Linked DNA regions of Pan troglodytes: region 2 is linked to region 1. The links are chromatin contacts, called in public Hi-C maps. All regions are on one chromosome and are shown on one strand. The core of a region is the stretch at or near the end of the contact, and the rest is flanking DNA. Distances in the headings are between cores, read along the strand shown.

Region 1 (4,629 bases), core at 793-3,292:
ACCATTATACTGGACACATGTCAAAGCACACCCCTATTTAAGGGACATCCACTGTGGAGACAACATTCTTCTGCGTGTCCTGCACAATGCAAAGGAGTTTTTTCTTTTTTTTTTTTTTTTTTTTTTTGAGAGCTAGTCTTGCTGTGTCTTCAGTGGCACGATCTCAGCTCACTGCAATCTCCGCCACCTGGGTTCAAGCGATTCTCCTGCCTCAGCCTCCGAAGTAGCTGGGATTACAAGCACCCACCACCATGCCTGGCAAATTTTTGTATTTTTAGTAGAGACAGGGTTTTGCCATTTGGCCAGGCTGGTCTTGAATTCCTGACCTCAGGTGATCCACCTGCCTTGGCCTCCCAAAGTGCTGGGATTATAGGCAAGAGCCACTGCGCCCGGCCACGAAGGAGAATTTGACACACTCTTTTACTACCTTCTCAAAATACAAATCTAGATTTCAATGTGACTCATTGTTTTATCAACTGCCATATACTCTGATTAAACTCTGTCTTCTGAGAGATAACTTATAAATGCCTTTGTAGGAATCATAGCCATAGCTTTAAGTGTAATCTTGGGTTCAGCTCTTTTGTCCCATGAAGAAGAAGTGACTTGTCTGATGTTACATAATGAGAGTTATCAGATTGTAAAGGAGAACTAAGGCTGCTGATATCTATGACACTACATTATATTGCCTCCATGAATAAAATGTTAATGTCACCCAATCAGTTCATAACCAAAACCATAGTGGGATCGGCTCTGAGCTCACAGTTACTGTGATTCTATCTTCTGTTCAACCTACCTCTACCTCCTCCCTAATTCTAGAGTTTAAAGGGCAGTAAACTCAATTTTGAACATGCTGCCTTTGGTCTCCCTCAGTTGGCTGTCTGATCTTTTGTGCACCTGTCAGTTTTCCAAAAAGACACACTCAACCTCACCCTAGAATCTTCATTGGAAAGCCCTTTCACTTGCTACTCTATATGTCTGTTTTGGTAGACAAAACCACAAACCCAGATAGGCAATTAGGGATTAAGGGCAACAGTGGTTTGGGATTATTTCAGCTAATTGCTATCCTATGTGAAAGAGTGCATCATCTCTGACAGCTGGCATGAGTAATCGTCACTGTTTTAGCAGTAAGTTTATACCTTCTGTGTGATAGGGACTGCCAATGCTGTTTTGACTGGTTTATCATCAGAGTGGTGAATGTGAAAAGCTATTGTATGTATCCCATTGGTTGTTGTGACAATTAAATACAACAAAGCCATCACATTCTTACTATCTGCCTGTTTATAATATGCATTTGATTTAGCTTGACTGTTTTTACTTTTTAGACTCTGTGTATCTCCGACCCTTGCGAACATCGCACCCTGTGCCATTATTTTCTGCTGTTAATGGCCGATTGGCTACGATGCCTTCCTTTCTTCTGTATTGGGGTGGAGGAGTGATATTATTTGCATATAGTTACCCAGAATGCTCTGCCAATGATCAGTTCTCTGCTGGCTGGGAGACTGAGCTCGGGAACAAGCTGCAAGGTGTAAATGGGCTTTTGGGTATGCTGATTTATGTTCTAATTTATACTCATGTGACAAGGATTGAACCCTGACTATCTTAGCTGGGGTGGAAAAGGTCCCTGGACAGGGGCAGGGCGGGGAATTTGATGTCCACATATATCCACTTTTAGAGTTTTAGAGTTCTTTGGAAATAGGGATTTTTTTTTTTTTTTTGGTCTGTCTCAGACTGCCAAGTAGAAGCCCAGAGAAGGAGGAAGTTAATTCACATTCTTACTTTTTTCTAAGGGCAAAAAAAAAAAAAAAAAAATGCACCAGCTCATTTTCCATCTCTGCTTGGGTCATCAGTGTGCATTGTGAGCCTGTACAAAGGCCTTAGAGGGAATGCTGCCGAGAGCATCACATTTTGTGTCTTCTTTTATATGAAATGTGCCACTTCCCCACTAACCCCGGCTCTGGGCTCTGCCTCTGCTCTCCTGATGGTGTGTTTATGGTGGATTCAGCATTCTGGGCCACACAAGGAAGCTGCAGGGGGTGTCCAAGTTCACATGTCCCCGCATTCCAGGCGAATGTTTCTGACATTGAGCAATGATATGGCTCTGCCAGGTTTAGGTCTGTCTGATTGGAATGCAACCCGAAAGGAAAGTCCCGGAATGATTCAAACACTCACCTCCCCACAACCCCTTCTTGGTTTTTTTTTTTTTTTTTTTTTAATTCCTTTTTAATTCTCCAATGACAAACTCAGCCCAGCACTCTCGCTGACCGCATGACACTTGTTGGTGCTGATAAGTGCAACTTCCCAAGAGATAGGAATGCAAATCGTAATATTTTGTTGAGTCATGTGTACTCTGCGGCTGTTTCCCAAACATTGCATCAGACCTGTAATTGGCAGCTCCCAGTACTCTGCTGGATGACACCAAATGTCCAGGAAAAGCTCAGTCCATTTCTCGAAAAATGTAGTCTCACTCTCTCCATCTGCCTAGTTGTAACATCCTGTTCCTAAGGAAGTAGAACCCCTTGGGGGAGCAAGGGCAAAACCGGTTTTGCAGATAAGTTTGAAAAATATGGCTGTTGGCCTTTCCCACCCACTCTGGTCTCGTAGCAACAAGACAGCTGATGGTATCCACTAGGGGGAAAAAAAAAACAAAAACACAAAACAAAACAAAACAGAACAAAACAAAAATCATAAAACATGTGGGGGAGCCTGTCTGAATTGTTGCCTACAGCCTGATTTATTTAAACCTCCACTACATTCTTGGATGTGAAGACCTAGGAGTCAAGTCATGGGAGCTTTCCCTTGCCCTTCTCTTGACCTCTACGAAGCAGATAGAGGAAAATCTCAGAATGAGAGGAACTTTCTTCCTCTTCAAGAGTCTGCATTATCCGGGATGGCCATTTCCTTTGACCTCAGGAGTAACCACTTGAAAACTTGGACACATTTATAGAAAATTTGGGCTCCTGGGATGCAGTGCTGGGAAAAGCACAGGGCTGAGGTGCTGGAGCTTGGGGTACCAATGGTGACAGTCTCTCCCTCCCTGTGGGAGCACTGGCAGGAAATCCACTGTGCCCTTGTCCCCACCGAGGGTTGATTTTCTCCACTGCAAAGTAAGGAGATTGAATTAGATCTCAGTCTTCTCTTAAGGTACCTTTCACAGTGAGCCTATGGGAGTGGTGGTATGTGCATGTATGTGTGTGTGTGTGTGTGTGTGTGTGTGTGTATGGTGTGTATGTATTTATGTAAACTTTATATCATGTTTCAATCCAATTCTCTCTCTCTCTCCACAGAGCTAAGTGGTACCACAAGAATTCAAACCTAGATCTAGCCAAGTTTGAAATCCTTGTTCTCAGCTCCTACCCTATGCTGTTATGATCTACACAGAGAGGCACCACATAGCTAGTATTTTATGTTATACCTGGTGAACTTTCTATCTATGCTTATCAATTCATAGGAGTAGAATTGGGAATGTTGGCGTTTAGAACATGATACCCCAAAGTATGGCACCATGGCCTGCTGAGTACTTTGAGCTGAAGGACATAGGGAGTTCATAGAAGTGAGATCCTTTTGAAGTTCTGCTCCCACTCATCTTTTTTGCCCAGAACCAGCCACAGAAACTAGAAATGCTACACTAACTTTCTCCCACCTTACTGTGGAGGAGCTGGCCAAAAAGAAATTCTCTGCCCTACCTTATTGGATAGCAGGTCATCAGACTCTCATTTCGGAGGAATCCTACCCCAAACCTGGGAGGAAGAAATGTCACCCAGAGAAGCCGAGAAGAATAGGAACAGACAGATCATGCTGAGATCCCCTCTGTTACCATTAGATCATATCCTCTTGCCTGATCACATTTCTACATGGCAGTCCATTCTTCATTGAATCTAAGCATAAAAATGGATAGTTTTCTGTAGCTCATTGGGTCTTCATTTTGAAGGTTCTTATGTCACACCAAACTTTCATTTAAAAAAATTATCATGCTTTTCTCTTGTCATCCTTTCTTTTGTTATAAGGGTGCCATCCTTATGACGAGGAAGGACGAGGAAAGATATCACACGTTTGTGCTCCTATAGGAAGTTATAGAGGACCTAGGGGTTAATAAAGAAACCTGATTTCACATCCTTGCTCTGCCCTGAACAGTTATGTGGCCTTAGGATTCTTTACTATGAAGTGTGAATAACAGATCCTGTCTGATCAGGTTGCTATGAGAATTAGGTGAAATGATGTAAAATACCTGACACAGTGCCTATAACCTAGTAAGTGCTAAATAAAAAGAGGAGAGAGCTTCAGAGAGACAGAGAGGGAGATGAGATATTGATAAAGTATAGGTTTCTTGATGACAGGAACTTGCCCTGTTTATCCTGTAACCTCAGCACACTGTGTGGCACACTGAAGATGATTGTGTTTTCTGAGTCAAACAGATGTCTCTCTCACTCTCTCTCACACACACATGCTCACACACACATGTGATAGAGTGATGAATTCCACAATTTTATGTTGCTGGAACATCTTAGTAGGGCTCTGCATTTTACAGCAATGCATCACGGTTAAAATAACCAATGTGATCTGGCTGTGATTATTTCTTTCATTTTCATTTCATTATTTCAAAAGCAAAAATATCAACAATTGCTTTTCAAA
Region 2 (5,177 bases), core at 1,231-3,730, 680 kb after region 1:
AATGCCTCTGGGAACTAAACAGGTAATTTCACATGATTCTAAGGCCAATGGTAATTGTACTAGGGACAGCTAGGATCAGAGGTGAAAAGAGTGCATACCCCTGGCTAAAAGCATGTCAACTTAAATCCTTTTCAAAAACTCCGCCAAACCAAACCTACTTTCTGCAAGAAATCAGTCCTGGGACCACCAGTTGACCTCTCCAGCTACACCGGGCAGTTCTCTCAGTGCAGCCCAGGGTGGCAATTCCTACAAGCTTATAGGGATTAGTTCTTAACAGACTGGAGCCTGAATTGGAGCCTGAATTCCAAGTAACTACCAAGGATCTTTCTATAGGGAGATCAACGCTAATGAAGGGCATTGTATAGAGCTACAAAGAATGGAATTTAAGCCATCACAATACAGTTGCATGAATAAACTTTAATTTTTTTAAATTATCTGTTGTAAGACAAGGAAACAAACAAACAGGTTTTCCTCAAGGAGAGAACATGCCCCAATAGCTGGCTTCCTTTCATTTCATCCTGAAATCCTTGTTTAAAATAACTTAAATCATCGGAGAAGCACTAAACTTCTCTTTACAGCTAATCTGTTCAGCAATGCCACAGAAGAATGCAGACTGAATAGCAAGTCTCAGCAGATTCCCTGGGACAGGAGTTCTTGAAAGGACAGGGGAACTGTTTTCCTCAACATAAAAGGGAATAGAACACATTTGCTCCATTTTTTACTTTTCTGTTCCGAAATATGAGAAACACTTTCAAAGAGTTCCTTAGGAATCCCTAAGAATAAACTATTTCTGTCCCCACACACCCATTTCTCTTTGTGGAAATCAGATTACACCCTCCCAGTGATTTCTCAGAAGAAAATCAAAGCATACAACTCCGGAAACATTCAAAATAGTCTCCCTTCCTCAGAGCGCGCTGGTAGCTGTGTGGATCCAACGGCACTGTGGGAGTCTGAGTTCATATCCTGGTATTGCTAGGCAGATGACATCACTCTTATTTTCCATAAAGAGTTGTTCCATATGTGCTGCTTGCTGAGAAAAACACACATATGTGGCAACTGTAGATGAAATATACGTGCAATGTGAGCCCAGTCCAATTCGCCTCTTAAAAGAAACAGCGACACTATTTAAGCTCTGTTTAAGCAATACTGATAAAATAGCATTTTCTCTTCTGACTTTGAAAACAATTCCCAAGCCTGCATGGAATCAATTTCCTCAAATAGTTATAAACCTTTTGTTAAGTCTTCTTAACATAATAGGTTAGCTTTACATTTGGGAGTCACTAGATACAACAGAAATAATAGGTTATGTTTTCCAAGAGCCTGTAGCATGCTGGGGTAGCCTCCTCAAATGATATGCTTCCCACTTTAGAGGTGACAGAAACTCAGCCTCAGAGAGGTTATATAAATCGTGCAGTTATGCTGCTGATACTGGGGTCTGAGTTTCCATCCCTGGCAAATCTGAAAGCAAACCTAGAGCTCCTTCCACCTGGGTGTGTTCAGAAAACAATGAAAAGGTGAAAGGCAAAGAGTTGTTTTTGATAACATTGTTTTGGAATGGGATTATGTGCCGAACCTCTTCTCTCTGGAATGCTTCAGAGTCAATCTGTTCCCTCAATTTTTTTTTTTTTTTTCATTTCATTCTGAAGGCAGGCTGGAGTAAGAGAAGCAGACACTTTGAAGCCCTTTAGAAGCAAAATAGCACATAAAGTGACGAAGTCACAGTGACTGCTGTCGTTCCGAAAGTGCAGACTGCATTTCCAAAAGGATTTGATCTTGTCTGAGTTTAACCCGGAAGATTACAAATCTGTGTCACTGGCAATACCATTAATTCCTGGAGAGTTTTACTAATATCTTTTCTCTATCTTGTCTGCCTTAAAACTTTCCCCAAGGTACCGGGTGAACAGAATTCTTTTCCTTTATAATTGTTGTAATCTCCCATTTTCTCACTGACCTCCCCTATCCCCCCAAAACCTTTCTAAATCTTCCTAAGTGGCAAATTAAAGGATTTGCCCCTGGTGCTGCCTCTGACCCTTTAGAAGCTGAATGACAATTGTTTCCTCTCTTTTCTTCCTGACTCCTCCCCTTATCCCTGTCTTGGGAAGTTGAGCTTCTTCCAGTGAGGTCTTTCCCATCAATCCCAGGGACCTCCTCTGCTCTGTTTGTCTACAATCATGAGATTGGGCATTTCTTCAGAGTTTAAAATCAGGCTTTGCAATTTGACTTTTGGGGACTGGGAACAGAGTGTGGTATGGGGATAATTTTTTAACAATGCCTTGGTCTCTTACCCAGAGAACTGTCACCCAACCCCACTCTCCAATCCCCAGGGGAAGCTGCCAATATTACCATAGGAAGGATCAATAGAGTTGCCTCAGCAACAGTAATCAGCCATGAAAACATTTTTCCTGGCTGTTTGGATACACTGAGTGGACTGGGAGCAGAGGTGTGTCCTTCCTGTCTTTCACGGAGTCCATGGATAGGAGTTGATTGTATTCACTGGATCCAGTCCCCTGCAATGGGCACTAGGTGAGGTCACAGCCTGAAGAGGATCTGTGAGAAGCCTGATTTCACTTGAGGTTTCCTAAGAGAGCCTTTGAAATATGCCGCCACATCCTAAAAGTTTTCAAGAACATTTGTCAGGAGCCAAATTTCTAGGAGCCAGAAATGTATATTTAACAGCCGACTCCACTCTGGTCATTTGCTGAGATCTGCACCCCTTGTTCTAGCATAGAAAAGAAAAGAATCAGTTGGAATCAGGGTGGAAGAATAAGACTTGGCGGTTAGCTGCAAAGACAAGGAGCAGGCAGAGTAGATTGTGGGGTTTTTTTCCCCGCTCATTGATTCCAGCTTTAGCCCAGCACAAGTTTATTTTTAAAAATGTGGATGCTCCATTTTCAGAGAGTGATCTAAAAATATATGCCTGCATGCCTGTGGCTGTAATGTGTATATAAATCCAAAGCCACAAAAGAAAGTGATTATATTATACTCAGGAGCTCAGATGCATTACAAAGCAGAACTGGAGGAGCCCTCCCTACCTTCCTCATCAGGAAAGAACATATGTGCACATTATGTCCATGTATATATTTTCAGAGTGAGTTTCATGAATGAGTAAGATAGGTTTTCTATGCAGAGTAATTTAAGGACACCAAGAAAGGCTGTTTTTCAAGTATGATCCCATATTGGCCCTCTATGCTGTCTCAAGTGACACCCTTGGCAAAAATAAAACTATAAGAATGAAAGCAAATATTGATTAGGGGTGCTGTTTCCACATGTTAGGCATCATGCTTAGTCTTTTCAGGTTTCACTCCCTTTACTCCACATTAGAACAAAGTAAATCAGGTACTGATATTATTATGATGTAACAGATGAAGAAACTGAAGTTAATGAGATTGAGTAAGTTGTCCAAAGCCATGCCCAGAAGGAAAATGTTTCCTGATTCCACAACCCATGTCGTTAACAACCACATGATGAGAGGCAGTGTGCACGGTGGTTAAGAATGGGCCCAGCTTCTAGCGCCAGGCTGCCTGGATTTGAAACTGAAGTCTGCCTAATACCAGCTTTTTCATTATAAGCAAGCTATTTAAACTCTCTGTGCCTCAGTTTCCTTCTCGGTAAAAAATAAGGATAATAATTTGACTCTTAGAGTTGCTGAAAGGAATCAATAGGTTAATTGATGTAAAGCTCTTAGAGAATGAAAGTCATCAGGGACTGGCAAAGTTTTACTTTTTGCATTGCACGGCCACCCAAAGCCTATACTGCATAGTGAATGTGTTTTCTTTTACAAACGAGTAGAGTACTAAAAGCTACAGACTCAGACAATCTGCTGCTGAGGCTCAGAAAAGCCAATACTCCAAAATGAAAGTCTCATAAGCAAAATTTCTCTTTGAACTTCTGCCCTCCTGTCTCTCGCCCCTTATTCTCTCCTGAGGAATAGTAATTAGAATACCTCTTCCCCAGGATGGGTCAGAGAAACCAGAACCCCTTTCCCCCAAAGCCAGTTAGAAAGCCTGAAAATATTACTCTAACCTTCCCTCATCTTTCTGTGTAACAGCAGGCCATTAAGAAATTGAGACCTTTATTCCAGAGAAGTCCTACCCCATACCTGGGAGGAAAAAAAATAAAAAGCTACAACAGAGAGGCCAAGAAGAATCTGGACAGACAGGCCTTGGTGGGTTTCCTCACTCAACTACCATCAGCTCATAACCTTTTTGTCCAATCGCATTTCTACATGACTGTCCTGGCTTCATTGAACCTAAGCATAAAATCATACAGCTTTTCCTGTATCTTTGGGTCTTCAATCTGAAGGCCATTGTTGAATAAAAGTCTAATCAAATAAATTTGTTATCCATTTCTCTTGTTAAACTGTCTTTTGTTATAAGAGTGTCAGCTGCAACTTTAATGATGGGAAGGAAAGGGATAATCCTCTTTCTGCCCCTACACAGCCATTCATGTTAATATAGATTGCTTCATTTAACTAGCTCAGATGAGGACAATGAAAGATTGGGCATATGGTTTGGGGCTGGGGAAAATTAACTCCAGTGTTTGGAGTAGTGATAACGGAGGTTGGGGGGAAAATGGAGTGGTATGGCTAACTAAAGGGCTGTGATATCGTTTGGATATTTGTCCCAACCCAAATCGCATGTTGAAATGTAATCCTCGATATTGAAGGTGGGGCCTGGTGGAAGGTGTTTGGATCATGGGGGCAGATGCCTCATGAAGGGTTTAGGCCATCCCGTTGGTGATAAGTGAGCTGTGGGTCTGAGCTTCCCACAAGATCCGGTCCAGATGTTTCTCGTCTCTCTCTCTCTCTCTCTCTCTCTCTCTCTCTCTCGCTCCCATTTTTACCATATGATGTGCCTCTTCTTCATTCACCTTCTGCCATGACTGAAAACTCCCTGAGGTCTCCCTAGAATCCAAGCAGGTGCCAGCACCATGCTTCCTGAAAAGCCTGCAGAACTGTGAGCCAATTAAATCTCTTTATAAATTACCCAGTCTCAGGTATTTCTTTATAGCAGTGCAAGCATGGCCTATCACAGGCAGCACAAAGGCCCTGGGCCCTTAGAAGGAAGGAGAAAGAGAGTAAGAATTAGTATAGGAAGGCATCGGCAAAATTCTGTAAACAGCCGGATGTTTTCTACCCTGCAGGCTGAAATAAAACATCATACACTTAAAAATTTTTG

What was found. A called contact is a pair of places that touch in the nucleus more often than the background predicts.
Region 2: a Hi-C map of stem cell-derived neural progenitor cells shows a contact between it and region 1, with 4 times the contacts expected there. The contact joins two enhancer-like sites. A contact is called at or near these places in 2 of 7 Hi-C or Micro-C datasets (blood and stem cell-derived neural progenitor cells).

Annotation. Positions count from the first base shown.
Region 1 is chr7:138,453,554-138,458,182 of NHGRI_mPanTro3-v2.0_pri, forward strand. No RefSeq gene overlaps it. Among named protein-coding and RNA genes, the nearest start is that of MIR1208, 27 kb to the left of the region's middle. Within about 2 kb of position 2,043, at least 5 of the 24 cell types and tissues checked have an H3K27ac peak or open chromatin away from gene starts, as enhancers often do. A contact at or near this core is called in stem cell-derived neural progenitor cells, where this site is marked.
Region 2 is chr7:139,128,246-139,133,422 of NHGRI_mPanTro3-v2.0_pri, forward strand. No RefSeq gene overlaps it. Among named protein-coding and RNA genes, the nearest start is that of MIR1208, 700 kb to the left of the region's middle. Within about 2 kb of position 2,481, at least 7 of the 24 cell types and tissues checked have an H3K27ac peak or open chromatin away from gene starts, as enhancers often do. A contact at or near this core is called in stem cell-derived neural progenitor cells, where this site is marked.